Regions from separate parts of the Zea mays genome. Here region 2 is linked to region 1. The links are chromatin contacts, called in public Hi-C maps. All regions are on one chromosome and are shown on one strand. Each heading gives the region's core, a stretch centred on a gene start, on an enhancer-like site or on the middle of the called end of the contact. The rest is flanking DNA. Distances are from core to core; before and after follow the strand shown. Region 1 has its middle 22 kb from the start of LOC103626101. Region 2 holds the start of LOC103626103 (TATA-box-binding protein 1-like).

Evidence for each region. Hi-C and Micro-C count contacts between places; a contact is called where the count stands out from the background.
Region 2: a Hi-C map of ear shows a contact between it and region 1, with 3 times the contacts expected there. The contact joins the promoter of LOC103626103 here to the enhancer-like site in region 1. A contact is called at or near these places in 3 of 25 Hi-C or Micro-C datasets (ear, leaf and tassel).

Annotation. Positions count from the first base shown.
Region 1 is chr5:23,132,732-23,135,890 of Zm-B73-REFERENCE-NAM-5.0, reverse strand. No RefSeq gene overlaps it. Among protein-coding and RNA genes, the nearest start is that of LOC103626101, 22 kb to the left of the region's middle. Within about 2 kb of position 1,815, at least 19 of the 20 cell types and tissues checked have an H3K27ac peak or open chromatin away from gene starts, as enhancers often do. A contact at or near this core is called in ear, leaf and tassel, where this site is marked.
Region 2 is chr5:23,242,090-23,245,123 of Zm-B73-REFERENCE-NAM-5.0, reverse strand. LOC103626103 (TATA-box-binding protein 1-like) reads left to right here and starts at 1,575. Exons shown (of 6, transcript XM_008646477.3): 1 at 1,575-1,721; 2 at 2,617-2,704; 3 at 2,834-2,956. The coding sequence starts at 1,669.

The DNA.
Region 1 (3,159 bases), core at 566-3,065:
GTGCGTATCTGTGTATAGCTTTCACTGTTGGCTGGACCGCTCTGGCAAGTGAATAACTGCAACAACTCATAATTCCGGCTTCCATCTCCAACCCCTTTTTCCTGCCTATATTAGCAAACGAAGGAAATGGAAGTTTTACAATTTCCTCCCTTTTTGCAGATCATGTTCTGATTGGCAGTCATCGTCGTGGTCGTGGCACAGTGAAAGCTACCTTGCACTCAGCTTCGAGGTTCGAATATTCGGACAGCTTGCCATTCTATTATTGTTATTGTTACCCTATTGAACTCAGCTTGGAGATGCAAGGGAGGAACTGTACATGTCGCCAGCGGCTGTTACTGATTGCTTAAATGGATATCTGGAAGAGTTGTAATGCCCTGCGGCTGTTACTACTCAAGTGTGTGCTTTAGGTGACGGTACCTTTTGTGAAACCACGGGGAATCTTTGCGGTAAGACCATGATAACACTGAGGAATAGCACTTTAATCTGGCCAGAAGGAAACTCACAGCTCTGCTCTGGTGGTCACACGGGCAGGACAGGATATCCTCATTTTTTGGTACGACCAAATTCTGTGAGTCTGAAACTTCAGAGGTGTCCAAGACAGCAATCACTTGGAGACCGAAGCCAATTTTTGAGCTTGGTGAATTGTTTTCAGCAGAGTCGTGGTGGGCGTTGGAGCATTGTTTTCAGCAGCCGGTCCTAAGCCTTCACTTGCTGGACAGTTGCTGCTTCAAAAGGCCAGTGTTGCGCACCATACAGCTTTTGTACAACCGCACAAGGGCAGGAATTGTGGAGGGACCAACAGTGGGCAAAGGAAAAAGGATACCACGTCGAGCCAATGACGGGTCCCGACCCGGCCTGGACAAGAACAACCTTGGAGGTTTGCTGCAGCTAGCAGCTGGGATGGTCCTCCCAGGCACACAGCGCAGAGCCAGGGCAGTGCTGTCTCTTTCCTCCCAAGAAAGAAGCTTCCAGATTTATCTGTGATTAACTTCGCTCTTGGGTGAAAGAGGAGGATGATGGGACAGGGAGGCTCTGAGTTGCTGGGAAGCTATTCATCAGTTCCTTCAGCGGCAAGCTCTAATTATTCGGCGGGCTTAGGACTTAGGAGTCACGTCTCGGCATGTGATTCGGTATCGGAGGTACGCGCGCGAGCCTTCTGGCTTAACCCTGGCGTGTGGTCCAGCGGCACAAGCCACAAGCTTCTGCTAGATTTGCTGTTCCATCTCGCAATCTTGAATGGCTCTGCTTCATATGTTACTCGCAAGCTTGAAGAGAACAAAGCCACGAAAGAAAGAATTTTTTATTTGTCGTGGTTTAGTTTAAAAAATAAACTAGTGGACGACAAATATTTATGTAGTATATGTTTAGATGGTCTCCAGCAACACGGGTGGGACCATACGTGTTTATCTGGACCATCATTGTTACCGTGGCTCACTGGCATGGAGTGTTTGAATGCATTAGATCTGATAGTTAGTGGTTAAAACTAGATGAAGATATCCAAATATCCTAGATAATAGTTTAATAATTATCTATTTTTAATAAATTAGGTAATAGTTAACTATATATTTGTTAGCTAGTTAATTTCACTATTAATTTTTTAACCAATTAGATCTAGCGCCGTCAGGGTGTGTAAAAAACGTGCCGTTTTTAGTTAATGACGTGGTATGGTCTCATGAATAGTCGAAATTGCTACTGATTGCTGTTAGAATCTGCCTTCGTAAAATTACTGGCCGGTGCGTCTAGATGCTGCCATGCACGCACGCACAAGTAATCTGTGTTGTTGTGTGACGCTGACACCACAGAACACGACACGCATAGGCATAGCTCCCGCGCCCGGTACCGGGAGGGAGCTCTCTTCTTTCTATGCCCGTGCTGGGCTGCGGTGGAAAAGCCGCAACTTTTCCGGGGTTTATTATTATATATATATGTATACATCTTTATATATATGCCGTGTGTCAGTGCAGTGTTAAGAGTTAACACATATATGTACATACAAATTAATATATTTATATTGTAGCAGATCAAAAGAAACTGTCACATCATGGTGTCGCTGTCGGGCGGCGGAGCGCAAGCCATTAAAGAAATTCAGCCTGGCACACTTACCGCCCCACATGCTTATCATTTGCGTTTGCGTCGCGACCCAATCATTTTAGCGTCACCTTTTCTTGCCCAAGGGACGATGCTCTTTTCCTCTTTACCGGCCAGTTTGTCACCCTAGGACGCATGATGCGTTCTTGATGCCATCACTATTCACTAGTACCCCTACTCCTTAGCTTCGCGCCGACATGCATATGCTGATATGTACGCGTGCATGCATGTCAGTGTTAAGGGTATTAGATTATATAGTACTTGGTTTGCTTAATTAACCCCACCGAGAAAAAAACTGAAAGTTTTAAAACAACACATTATGGCCTTGTTTTGGATTAATTGGCTTCTGCTCCAATTTTGGGCGTCAGAATCAATCCTAGCCGCCAAACGCTTTGCTTCTTAGTCTGATTCTCTTAGAATCGCTTCAGTGGAAATAACCTAAATCAATGTGAATGCAGAATCCATCGAGTCGTCGTGACATGAGGATTGTGTCGTTTTCACGTCTCAATACTCTGCAGACACCTTCATCTTCCTCCGCAAGCAATCCCCGTTGCTGGGGACTTGTTCTCAAATGCTATGAATTAAGAACAAGACAACACAAAATGTTACAGGTTAAAGCCCTTCGTCCTTCGAAGCATTATTTCCCTTAAGATATAATGATCTTCAGACGAAGGTCATGAAGGACATACCTTCATCATCGCAATATACGTTAATGAAACAAGAATCATGTGAAATATAAAAGACAACATGAATAATTATGTAACATTATTAACTCATCTTTTATTATATTATCATGAATAAACATAAATAATATAGAATTACATTTGTACCTTCGGCTTGATAGAAGGAGATAATACAAGCGTGATGCACGAGCGAGTACAAATCAGCGTGAACAGTACGGGGTACTGTTTATCTATTTATAGACACAGGGCGGAGCCTGTGTGAAATTACATTTATACCCTTTATAATCGATTACAATCATGACACAAACTATCATGGGCCAATCTGTCTTTTCATCTTTAAGTCGGTGCAACCCTTCGTCTTAAGGCATGTTGTTGTGCCGAAGTTCTC
Region 2 (3,034 bases), core at 326-2,825, 110 kb before region 1:
AAGCATATCAAATTTGATATAAAAAAGTCAAACGATTTCTTCTGGGACACAGAGGGAGTAGAAAGGAGCCCGGTGTCGAGTTGGGAAGGGTGGAGGAGGATCCAATCATCCAATGCTGGCCGAGCTATGGTGGCGCTGATTTTCGTGCATGCCTTCTACAGGCGTCGCCTAGGAGTAGGGCTCTCGGGTTCGTGGGCCAAATTCCGGAGCTCGAGTCCGTTCTGCTTGGAGAGGGGCCCAGCGATTTTCAAGCAATGGGCCTCTGGCGGGACCATGTTGAGTGCACCGTGCTGTGGCCCAGGAGCCTGATTGCTGGTCCGTGTGTGTGTTGGGTGGCCGTGTAGAGGTCGAGTTGGCAGGTCCGTCATCTTTAGAGAGGGTAATGTGTCCTGATCTCCGATTTCCAGCCAAGAATTCTTCTATTCGAGGATGAAAATAGAGTAGTATTTTCTCCATGGGATGTAAACGGTAAAAACTCTCTCCTAACAATCAATGTCTTGTTTGGGTACATTAGTATTCATCTCTAATACACATGTGTTGATGTGGATTGAGTTAATACTAGAGGATGAATACTAGAGTATGCAAACAAAGCCTAGATGATGATGGGATGAGGAACCCGTTCCCGCGGGACCCGTTAAAATTATACGTGATGATGTTTTTATACAATAGTTAATAATAAAAATAAATAATTATCTTGTCAAGAGATCACTCGTTATACGGATGTGTTTATTTTGATCTACACATAATAATTTTTTACATCTGACAATGTGTATAAATGACAATATTTTATATTAATAATAAAATATATTTTAATTATAATTTAAACGGGAATAGGGATCTCTTATGAGAATTTATCACGCGAGAAATAGAAATGAGAAAGAAATGTCGTCCGCAACCGTTTAATTCCCCGTTTAGTCATGTTCGTCGTCCACGGACCACGGATGACGAGCTCCCCCCGGTGCTGCTGCTGCCTCACTGCCTGCTTCATCGCTGGCTGCTCGGGTGGTCGGCTCGCCGCCGGTTCTGCTCCGTCGGACTCGGACGCGATGACCGTGTGTATCCAGTCTCGCGTCTGCGTCACCAGTGATGATGGGTTTCTCTTCCTTTCGCTCGGCTCCTGTACGTGCTTTGCTTTCGTTGCACGATCTATACGCTGATCATATCCTAACGAACTGGATTTGTTGGATTGTTTGTGGTTGTGGACCGTGTGGACTAGGATATACATATCCTTGCTTTGCTTAATTCCATCTGCGCACTTGTTTAGCTTTGCGCATGTACACTCGTGGAAAGAATAAAATAATTTCGTAGATGTATTATGAAAAAGAATAAAAAAAGATGACAGTTGAACAAAAGTCAAAACCTACTTCGGCGGGCTGTCCAGTTTTCAGCGACCGAGCGAAAGCCAGCCGGTCTCGAACCCAACCCAGGTCGAGTCCATAAATCCAGGGCCCCACCCGCCCCGCCTTCTTCTTTTCTTCCTCGCACCAAAGTCGTTGGAATCCAAGCCCCCTTGCCCGTCCGTACTCGACCCAAAACCCTCTCGCCAAAATATAACCCGCGCTCATTCAAAACGAGAACAGTTTGCTTGCCGCCGTTAGGGTGTCCTCGCTGGTGCTGCGCAGCGGGAGCGGCGTCGGAGGAGAAGGACGATCCACGGCGTCGTCGGCGATGAACGGAGCGCATGAGTCCGGGGTCCCGTCCGGCATCGTCCCCAACCTGCAGTGAGTCCCGAGCCCCGATCGCAGATTGGTGTTCATTGTTTACAATGCACAAAAAATATGTTTGCCCTTTGGATTTTGGATGACATAACCTCATTTTAAACTCTTTTCTCGATGCCACAGTTTATGATTATGACCTAGAGGTCACACGGCTCGACGCCGACGCCGACGCCGTGACAGATAAGGCATCGGGTGGTGTGTTGGCGCCTAGCTTGGCACCACAAGACACAAAGAATTAATTTAAACGACTCACATCCAACATTACATTAATAAATTAATTATATATAATATCGCCAATTTAGCACAACTCCGGTTTCAAGATTTTTGGCGATGTTATATACAATTAATTTATTAATATAATGTTGTATATGAATTGTTCAAATTAATTCTTGGCGTCAAGGTCGACGCCACGACTTATGGCGCCGAACACAGCACTCGGTGTTCCACCTCGACGCTAAGTCACGACAACGAGCCGTGTTACTTTGGTGTCATGGTTTATGGTGTTGAAAAAATGTTCTAAAAATTAGATTACGTCGTGATGTAAATTTTTTACGAAAAAGGTCAAAATGCAAAAAAATCCGGTCTAGTCAACCAGTAGGAAATAGCAGCCGATATCTCCGTGGGGTAGGGGAATTACGCATGACCTGTTTGATCCTTAGCATGGTATGGGGGAGATTAAAGTGTGTTGAATTTGCATACAAATGAACTAGCATGCCATCATTGCTGATCTGGATGTAAAAGAGTTGCTGTTATTTTTCTTTTCCTTTTGATCTGAAGAGTTGCCGTTGCTTTTTTCTTGCTTGGATTTTCAGAAGGGTTGATAGGTGTTGCCTCTTTAGTTTGCTGCCCAGATTGAAACAATGCAGAGCCATAACCTGCCTCTTGTCTGATGTGTCAGGAACATTGTATCAACAGTCAACTTGGACTGCAAGGTCGATCTGCAACATGTCGCCAACAGTGCTCGTAACGCAGAGTACAACCCAAGGGTATGTATCATCATCAGTGCCGCTGCTGCCTTTTCATTTACCTTAGACTTTTTTTTTGTTGCATGGAACTATATATTACATTCGATAGCTGCAGTCTCACCGGCAGTGACCCTGATACTTACTTGACAGCGTTTTGGTGCGGCTATCATGAGGATAAGGGAGCCCAAGACAACGGCACTGATATTTGCTACAGGGAAGATGGTCTGCACCGGAGCAAAGAGCGAAGCCGATTCAAGGCTCGCTGCGCGTAAGGCATGGAAACTGCTTGTCATATTGTTTCGCCATGCATGGATGCCAATTTTGGATGCTTTTGCTGAATTTTGACGTGTG